Linked DNA regions of Ovis aries: region 1 is linked to region 2. A link is a contact called in public Hi-C data. All regions are on one chromosome and are shown on one strand. Each heading gives the region's core, a stretch centred on a gene start, on an enhancer-like site or on the middle of the called end of the contact. The rest is flanking DNA. Distances are from core to core; before and after follow the strand shown. Region 1 has its middle 21 kb from the start of CALCOCO1. Region 2 has its middle 20 kb from the start of CALCOCO1.

Region 1 (4,931 bases), core at 2,063-4,562, 41 kb after region 2:
CAGAAGATCCCCTGGAGGAGGGCACAGCAACCCACTCCAGTATTCTTGCCTGGAGAATCCCAGAGACAGAGGAGCCTGGCGGGCTATGGTCCATAGCGTCACAAAGAATCAGACACAACTGAAAGCAGGCAGGCACTAGATTTTAAATTATCTATGTGACTCATATTAAATTTCTACTGCACAGCATTAGTCTAAGCTCTGCCACTAAATAGGATCCCTATAATGTGGACATCCCTAAATTCACCCAGCCTCCCACCATCCCTCCTGGCAGAAAGAGAAATGCCTGGAATCCCAAGACTTCATTCTGTAGGTACCTGTGTGTCTCATGCTCCCAATGCCAGAACCCATGACAAGAGATTCCAGTGTTCAGTACCCCACCTCCCAGTTTCTCTGTGCCTGTCCCTTCTTCTCCAGGTACCTGTTGATAATCAGATAAGAGCAGAAATGTCCTATTGTAACTCTCAGAAAAGTAGATTCCCCTATCCCCACCTAAGAGTTTCAAATCTCTCTCCCATCCCTAAATTTAAAAGCCATGTCTTCTCCCTGTTTCCTCCATTTCTCAACTCCTTTGCCTTTCTGAAACCTTGGAAATCTCTCAAACCAGTAGAAACACACAGCATGGAAGCAATCACAAGGATTTAGAGATTTCTAGTACTCTTGCCTGGAAAATCCCATGGGCAGAGAAGCCTGGTAGGCTACAGTCCATGGGGTCGCTAAGGGTTGGACATGACTGAGTGACTTCACTTTCACTTTTCACTTTCATACATTGGAGAAGGAAATGGCAACCCACTCCAGTGTTCTTGCCTGGAGAATCCCAGGGACGGGGGAGCCTGGTGGCTGCCGTCTATGGGGTTGCACAGAGTCGGACACTCCTGAAGTGACTTAGCAGCAGCAGCAGCAGCAGCAGCAGACTTAGTTTGCCATATTTCCTAATCATGTGACCTGGAATGAACCACCTCATCTCTCTGAACCCTCATCAGCAAAATGGATCTTTGATGATTATATGAGATCAGCTGTGTCAAACACCTTGTGCAGAGCCCTACCCACAATAGTTACTTTGTAACTTGGGGTTTTTCACTTTGCATCTTGCCCCTGAATATCTGGAGAACTAGGAAAAGAAACAGCAAACTTAGTTTCATGTATATGGACTAATAGAATCTTGAAACCAAAAAGGGGCTTAGAGATATATTTCCAGCTCTCCATTCAGTGCAGAAATTGCCTGGACTCCATCCCTCATTGGTAGTCATCCAACCTCTGCTTAAACATCTCCAGGGGCCATTCACTGGTTCACTCAATAAACAAGAACAAGGCACTGTGGGAGCCACAAAGAAGGGCAGACACAGCTCTCACTGTTAAACAGCCTACTTATATAATAGCAAAAAGGACAGAGAAGTTACTATCACATAAGATAAACATTGGTATGTGCCAGTCAAGGTGCATACAGAGCCAACCACCTTACAGGTTAATAATATATGTGCAACAAAGTGTAGCTCTAATGTTGAAATCCCTCCTAAATCCCAGACCTCAGTGTTCCCATTCATTTCATGGAAAATGCAGCAAGATCCTTCCACATTAGATCTTGGGTCATTCTCTTTTTTTTACTATTTTGTTTTTGGCTGTGCTGGGCCTTCATTGCTACATGCGGGCTTTCTCTAGATGCAGCAAACTGGGGCTGATCTCTAGCTGCGCTGTGTGAGCTTCTCATTGCAGGGGCTTCTCTTGCTGTGGAGATCGGGCTCTGGGCATGCAGGCTCAATAGTTGAGGCTTGGTTGCTCTGCTGCATGTGGGATCGTCCCCAATCAGGGATCCAAACCATGTCCCCTGCATTGGCAGGTGGATTCTTAACCACGGGACCACTAGGGAAGTCCCATGGATCATTCTTAAGGAGGACACTTTTTGTAAAAACCTTTAAAATTCCAGGAGGGTGTGAACATGGAAAAGGCTAGAACAGATAACTGGTAGCACAGGTGTAGGGAGAACTGCAAGATCCTCCGGCCTCTTCTGTCTCAGAATTTCTAGGAATCCCTAGATGTCTACCCTAGATATACAGTCCCTTACTACGAGTAATTCCTGTCGCCTTGGGAAGCCACTCTCGGGACTCATCCAAATGCCTTCCTCTTCTTTTCTTTTTCATCCCACCCCTCTTACATTTTTTCACCTTTTATCAGCATCTCTATGATTTTCTTTGCGTCCATCTCTGCTTCAGCCTGTCCCTCTCATTATTTTGATTTGGCGTATCTGATATTCTCAAGGTCTTTCTGTCTCTCCGTCTCCCTCTCTTTTACTCTTTCATCATTCTCGATTTCTTGGTTGGTTTCCATTCTCTGTCTCTGGCCTCGCTTTCTCCCCAGCTGCCGCAAAGCCATAAACCCAGCCGGCCCTGCAGCAGGCAGCCGCCAATCACTGGGCTCCAGGAGTTGCGGGGAGGGGGCTGCAGAGAGAAGGGGGCTTGGAAAAGCTGGGGCGTTGTTGCTACAGCATGGGAGGGGAGAGGCAGAAAAGAGCAGAGAGATGCCACTCCCAGAAGGCGACCACAGCTTTCCTGCAGGGAGCAGACACCTGACCCCTCTTTCTGTTGGGAATCAGGGTACCTGGGTCCTTCCCCTGTACTCCCCAAATTGTGATTTCTCGTCTAAAACCACAGGTCACAGATCACTCACTCCTCCAGAGATTTGCCTCCTTCATTTTCAGGCTGTCCCAAGATGAAGGAGCTAAGGGACCCTGGGAGTCTCGGGATGTTTGGGACATACATTACAGGAACATTCCCTGGGTTGGGAAGATTCCCTGGAGAAGGAAATGGCAACCCACTCCAGTACCCTTGCCTTGAAAATCCCATGGACGGGGGAGCTTGGTGCAGGCTACTATGCATGGGGTTGCAAAGAGTCGGGCACGACTGAGCAACTTCACTTTCACTTTTCCTTTCACAGGAACACTGGGACAATAAATGGATGACCAGGACTTGGTGCTGGGAAGACACTGAGAAGAGGCAGACTCTTAATCGGTCAAGGGCGAACCAGAAGGGTGGGCAATCCAGGCTCCTTACCTGCTACCTCTATCCCCAAAGCAGGATGGAGAGCCTGAAACCCTGGTCCCTAGTCTAGGCTGGGATTGGGCAGTTTAGGTGCTATGTAAGGAGCAACTGTCCAGCTCATCGACAGGAAGCTACAGGGCCTGGGGAAGAGAAAGGGTGCTAGAAGGGGAAAGCAGGAAAGGGGAGGGATTAGCGAGAGATTTTAGGAGAAGACAGGAGGAACTTGCCGTTCTGTTCGGGCCCAGCGAGTGGTAATTCCTGGTGTGCCGGCGACCCCTGCTGGCTGCGCACGTCACTGCCCGGGAGAAGGGAAAGAACAGCCGGCCTGTGTGGGTCCCAGCGTGGGTCGAATATGACACTGCGTTTTGTGAGTGTGTCACCGTACAGCGGTCACGGCGCCTGTGTCACCACCTGCGATTATATGTGGGCACCCCTGGGTGATGGCAGTAATGTGATCGAGCACAAAAGTCACAAAGTTCAGGCTCTGAACTTCTGGCTGCCCCTCAGGGAGTCCAGACTGGGAAGGGGGAGGTCTCCTAGCCCAACAGACGCCTCACTAACGTCATGTATGAACCCACTCGTTGAGGCTCTGCGGGCATCAAAGTAAAATTTACCTGTCCGAGTTTAGGGGGATAAGTGTGGGCTTTGGAAACAGACTTACCTAGGTTAAAATCCTGATTCCCTGTACTAGCCATCTGACCTCAGGCACGTTACTTAACTTCCCTGAGTCCAATTTCCTCATCCAAAAGGCATGTTAATACCCATCTCACAGGGTTATTGTGAGTGTAGCCCAGTGCCTGGCAATGGAAAGCGTTTAATAGATGCTAATTTTCTGCCTCCCTTTTCCTTTACCTCCCACCCCCAAGATGCGGCAGGGATTTCAAAAGGCAAATGAACAGAGGATATTGTTGACACTGGTGATGGTGGTGGTTTATATTTACATCACTCACGAAAATCGTTTAAACATATTTTTAATACGTGGCTTTTTCCCTTTTTATTAGCCAAGCACATCATGATCATGTTTTATTGGGATAGAAATATCCTGATGTTATGGCAGGTATGTAGAAGGACAGCCTTATGAAGTGATAACAAGGCATGACAAATCTTTCTTTATTGTGATACATTTTCATTACTCAGGTTAATCAGGAATTACCCATTAGAACAAGGGCTTAAGATAAGTACATGACAGTCATCTGTGCAGATCAGAATCTCCTGATTTTCCAATGGGTATCTAATTGTTATTGCTGTTGTGGGGGGATGATTAATGCTTTGATTGAACTGGTCTTAAAACATTAGAATAACTCGAGATACGACAGGCAGTTAGAAACAGTATATTCTGAAATTTAAAAGAGGACAGATTTCAGTTCTACCAAAAAATGTCTAACCATTACAGCTGCCTAGTGACAGAGGGCAAACTGCTCATGAAGTAAAGAGCTCCTTTTGGGGAGAAGTACTGAAGCAGAAGCTGGCCGATGCCCTGGCAGGCTAACTGTGAAAGAAATCTGGGCTGCAGAGGAGACTGGATAAGAGGCCCTTTGAGGTGCCTCCACAAATACACTGCTGTGAATAATGAATACTTAGCTCTGTAGAAGTGTTGTCCCAAATGACATTACTGCCATACCCAAGGCCATTGTTTGTCACCATGGGGTGGGATGGGGGGATAGTAACAATAACAACTATATGCTTTTCCCATTCAAGACTGTTTTTCCCAAGGAAAGTCAAGATTCTGGGATCGTTACCTCTTTAACCATCCCCACATTCCTCTAGTTCTTTTTTTTTTTTCTTTCTATCTTCAAATATCTTAAAGAAAATTTTGCTTTTTTTTTTTTAATGAAAGACTTTTTTCATCTTTTAGTTTTCTGCCTCCAAGAGGTGGGCAAGCAATAGGTGGGGGCAGAG
Region 2 (5,332 bases), core at 2,007-4,506:
AGAATTTCGTGCCTCTCAGCCCACCACAGAGGGAGAAGGCAATGGCACCCCACTCCAGTACTCTTGCCTGGAAAATCCCATAGACGGAGGAGCCTGGTGGGCTGCAGTCCATGGGGTCGCGAGGAGTCGGACACGACTGAGCAACTTCCCTTTCACTTTTCACTTTCATGCATTGGAGAAGGAAATGGCAACCCACTCCAGTGTTCTTGCCTGGAGAATCCCAGGGATGGGGGAGCCTGGTGGGCTGCCGTCTATGGGGTCGCAGAGTTGGACACGACTGAAGCGACTTAACAGCAGCAGCCCACCACAGAAAGGAGCTGGACTAGGGGCTGGAGGAGAAGGGACCATTGTGAGGGCTTCTGAGGAACTGGGATTTGGGTGCAGGGAGAGAAAAAAGCTCCAGAGGGACCCTAGGTGAAACCTGAAGGACTCAGGCTGGTGGAGACAAAACCTTCCCCCAACTTGGCTCCCCACAATACCCACTCTACGGATGACAATAATAAGGGCCATGACTGAAACTCAGGGGTTTGCCTTCCCCCGGCACCTGTGAATCCTGAGGCCCAAGCAGAGAGAGTTCTCCTGTGGACCACTTTGTCCCATCTCCAAGAATCCAGCAAGACAGGGGAGTGGAGGATGGAGAACCGGAGGCAGAGCTGTGCTCCCTCAGAACTGTCCTCGCAGGTTCCTTTCTCCGGCCGCCTTCCCCTCTGCAGCCCTACTAGCTATACGGTGGTTCTCTCCATTGCCAGGGCTACAGGAAGGACTGGAGTTAGACCACGGAAGGGTCTTTCCAGATTAACCTCTTGGTCATGGCCACAACACAGGCCAGGGTAGGGAAGGCTAAGAAATCTAGGCTTTTCGGAATAGGCCCAATGAACTGAGCATGATGAAATCAGGGAACCCAGAGAAGATGGGCAATCTCCTGGGTATGGTGGGCTTGGAAAGACTATGCAACTATCAGAAGCAGTGGCATCCAAATATACATTGGGGTTTATTGGGAAGTTCTTCTGCAGGTCAGACCTCAAATCCTCCAGCTTTAGTTTCAGGCTATTTCTTTTAGGGCTCTTTCGGGGAGGGAGAATCTGAATAGCAGGTTTGAGACTTGAGGACAGAGTTTCCATTGTCTCTCTCCATCTAGAAGTGTCTTTGCCACTTTCCTCCCAGATTTCTACTCTCCTGTCAATGAAGAATTCAAAGCTCCCTGAAGAAACCACCAACGTCAATTAGGAATTCTGAGGCCTGCTACCCTCACAGTGCACACTCCTACTGGCCTTCCCAGCTCTCTTGCCAAGGAGGTCCCATTCTTGGCACCAGGACTCCATCCTTGCAGTTCTCAGTGTCTGCCACAAGGTGGCAGCTGACACATCGACAGGTCTAGAACTAGAGCAGGTGCCTCACCAGCGCCAGGACCCTCTCCTCCACCCAGATCTCCACTCACCCCAACCCCTCCTCCCTAGGCAGGATGCCAACCCTGCCTAGGCAGGGTGGCATCATAGTGGAGCTTCCTGCCACTCCCCACACCAGGCCAGCATCCCAAGGGCCCCAGGAGAATAGTGTAGAGGGGCCTGTTAACTGGGCCAGAGTCAACCAAGAACAGGAAGAGGAACAGGAGCGAGGGGTGAGGCCTAACACAGAATAAAGACCAGGAAGGGTCTGTATTGCCACCTCCCTCCTCGGGAGGAGATCCAGTTGGACACCATTAGCTCTCCCATCCCCAGAGCGCAGAAAGGGGACAAGGTTCAGTCAATTCTCCGCTGCAGTCCTGACCCTTCTGGTGCATGGAGAGGGGTCCTGGGAGGGAGGAGAAATCAGTCCTGCCTTTGAGGCACCTTCCATTTGGAAGTGGGAGCAGGGACAAGTTATGCAGCTGGAAAGAGCAGACAGAAGAACCAGGAGAGACTTGCAGCTACCCTGGCAGTGGTTTAGAAGGAGAATGTTTGGGATCCAGAAACAGGAGGATTAATCAAGGAAGACTTCCCAGAGGAGGTGAGTATGAGGTGATATTGCAAAGGGTCAAGAGGCTAGTCTGCAAGAGGAGGAGGAGACGAAATGGTTCAGACTAGGCATAGACCATGAGGCTAGGAGAAGGCAGGGAGGAGCAAACGACATGAGGGCTGCCCCTGGATGCATCCAAGAGAGCAGATGGTGGGGGCCTGCAAGGGGGATGGGAAATTGAGGAACAGGTGTTGGCGGGTGAGAGGCCTCGAAGCCCAGCTGGAAAGACTGGGAAGGAGTCGCTGAAGCCTTCAGCAAGAAGAAGGGGGACAGTCCCCCATTAGCTGAAGTATTCCTCCCTCTCTCCCCAACTCCATAAAACCAAGAGAAGAGAAGAAGAGTCAGGTTCCTCAAGGGGACACAAGAAGGATTCCTAGACTAGGAGTCAGGGGCTTAGGACACTGATTGAGTCTTCCTGCCTCTGAGGCTCTAGCTGCTGTCTGTAAAGCAAGTGAGCTGGAACCTATGGTTTCCGAACTCCTGTCTCTGATATTGTCCTGTGATCATTGCCTTCCTCTCCAAGAATGACCGGACCCATCTATGATCCTCCAGGCTTCAGTCTCCCATTCTCTGAGTGTCCCTAAACTTCAGACCCACTCCCCTATCCAGAAGAAGCTATTTCCATGCCAGGGGGTGCTAGGTTCCAATTTCACAAACTCAGCCTGGGCTTACTGGGCACATGGTATAGCAAGAGGATGTAAGGTTAAATCCAGGAAGAACTTCCCAGCACAAGAGGTCTGAAAGCCTCAGCTTGTATGTCTCCAAGAGACAAGGACATTTGTTTTGGACCTGCCTGAATAGTGCTTACTAGAGAAAGGTGTTCTCACTGTGGTTATGGATCACCACCACCCCCAGAGCCAGAGACCTTCACAATGAAGCCTTTCCGGGACTCTACCACCCTAAGGCAGAATGGGTGGAGCCTAGAGCTAGGACTTGCAGCCTGGGTAGAAGACACTCCTAAAACCTAATCGAAGATGTGCAGAGAATAGGCCTGACCCCTCCACTGCCCAGGCCCCTGTCTGGGCCCCACCTCCTCACCGCCCTCCTGGGTCAGAGCAGGGCCTCTGAGCACTTCCAATTCAAGCCTGGAATGAAGACCTCAGGGCCCAGGTCTCCACCCAGCCTCAGATCTGGGACCCTGACACCACCACCCCCATGCCTGGTGGGGCATAGGCACCCACTGTTCAGGCTACCCAACCCCCCGCGTCCCCAGCAGAAACAGCCTTCCTCTCCTGGCCTCTCACCTCAGCCCCACCACATGCCACATCCTGGAACCTGTTAGAGATTTCAGCAAACGAAAGATATCTTCGGCTGTGAGGCTCCCCGGGGACACAACACGCATCATACACCCATTCACCTGCATAGATGAAGATACACACACACCGCTCATACATACACGGACACCCTCAAAGTACACACACATCCACACATCACATCCTCACACACACGCAACACAGACATATGCTCATGAACTCATACAGACAAGCATATACACACAAACTTACACATATTCCTACACTCACCAACACACGTGTATACATACATACATGTGTCTCCACTCCTTCCTTCCGGCTAAGGATGAAGATGCCAGCCCTCTAGATTCTAGAGGTTTAGAATGCCCCCAGGGGAAGCTTAGAAACCCACAGGAAACCTATTTCCAGTTTCCTGACCCCAACTGGAACTCCTATGCTATGTTCCCTTTCCTGCCTCCAGAATCTCTGGGATTCTCGTCCATTGAAATGGAACCTGCAAAGCTCATTCATTCATTTATACAACAAACATGTTTGAGCACCTGTCTGCCACACACAGGCCTACGTGCCTGAAGTTGAGGTGGACATATAAAAGAGTGAGACCTTCTCCCCAGTGGTGTGGTGGAAAGACCAAGAGTTCAGGAATCAAGGACCTGAACGCAAATCCTGCCTTTGCCTCTGAATAAGCTGTGTTACCTAAGACACAGTACACAACCTCTCTAAGCTTCAGTTTCATCACCTGTAAGGTGGGGTTAAATAAAATTTACCCAATAATACTGTAACGATTAAAAGACAGGGAAAGCCTCCATCAGCAATGTGTCCACTGTGGAAAGTCACCTTCTTTCTTTCCCAGTCCCCCTGGTGAGGGTCTCCCCAACACTCTCCCAGTCCTGCATCCCTTGAAACAGAAACCCAGCCTCTCTCCGCCTCAGACCCCCAGGTGCGCCAACATGGGGAAACTTGATCTCGGACTTGGCCGGCTCCATCCGATTCCCCCGCCCCTACCCTGGTCCCCGCCCCTCCCGGTCCATCATGCCTCTCGCCCGTTTGCAGGTCGCGTTTTCCGTAATAACCTTTAATGCGGCTGGCCACGGCCCAAATGTTCGCGATGGAGCGCTGGGCCCCGCGCATCAGATGGACGATGAAGTGTTAATCATCCCCCAGGGAGCAGTCCCGCGGAAAGTCGTCATTAATTTCTCTGAATTACACCAATTCCGAGACATTCTTTATGGACAGACAGTGCGGGAGACAGTTATATGACAGGACTTGCTGTGCTAAGCAGATGTGGGAGAGATTGCGTCGCCCCATGAATACTAAACAATCGCTCGGAAGAAACCCCACCAGCTTCTGCTCTCAGAACTGGGAAGCCGCCCAGCACACCCCCACCCTAATGTGCACACCCAGCAGGTGCCTGAGGATGGGGCAGGGAACAGGATTGCACCCCTACCCCAGCTTCTTAAGAGGCTTCCTCAACGCCCCTGCAGAGTCAGGCCTCAGCCTCAAAGTGGGAAGCGGCTCTGAAGGTCTGACGCTCACCTTCCTGGGACCCTCCAAGGACCCACAAACACCCTAGCTTTCTGTATCACAGCCTTTGCTCCCTACCTTCCTTCCAGAGCCTGACCTGCTTTCTGAACTGCTGTCTGTCATCTCCACTCTGAGCCTCTTCTGGCTCTCCTTCTAGACAATTCACCACCCTAACCATCTCTGAGCTTCCATCAGGCATTGCCCCATCCTGGTTCTTCCACCTCCACACCCCACCCCACCCCATATCTCTCTACCGCTCCATCCTCCTCCATCTGCTCCACCACTCCACCTCCCCGCCCGTCTCCAGCTCTCTGACCCTCTCACCCTGCCCACCTCCCGCTCTGCCCCCTTCCACTCCTCGCTCACCTCCCCAGCCCGATCGCCTGCTTCTCTTGCCCACCTCCCCAACCACCCCACCTCCCAGGGAGCTCTGCTTTCGCATTACCTCCATCTCTGCAACCTGCTGCATTCTACCATTTTGCCCCATTTCAAGTTATTGCCCTATATCTGCTTTCACATCTCTGCCACTCTTCAGAATCTAGAGGGGAAGGATAAGGTGCAGA

The links. A called contact is a pair of places that touch in the nucleus more often than the background predicts.
Region 1: a contact with region 2 is called in a Hi-C map of liver, with 6 times the contacts expected there. The contact joins two enhancer-like sites. A contact is called at or near these places in 13 of 16 Hi-C or Micro-C datasets (blood, hypothalamus, liver and 6 more).

What each region holds. Positions count from the first base shown.
Region 1 is chr3:132,832,004-132,836,934 of ARS-UI_Ramb_v3.0, forward strand. No RefSeq gene overlaps it. Among named protein-coding and RNA genes, the nearest start is that of CALCOCO1, 21 kb to the left of the region's middle. Within about 2 kb of position 3,313, at least 2 of the 54 cell types and tissues checked have an H3K27ac peak or open chromatin away from gene starts, as enhancers often do. A contact at or near this core is called in liver, where this site is marked.
Region 2 is chr3:132,790,820-132,796,151 of ARS-UI_Ramb_v3.0, forward strand. No RefSeq gene overlaps it. Among named protein-coding and RNA genes, the nearest start is that of CALCOCO1, 20 kb to the right of the region's middle. Within about 2 kb of position 3,257, at least 5 of the 54 cell types and tissues checked have an H3K27ac peak or open chromatin away from gene starts, as enhancers often do. A contact at or near this core is called in liver, where this site is marked.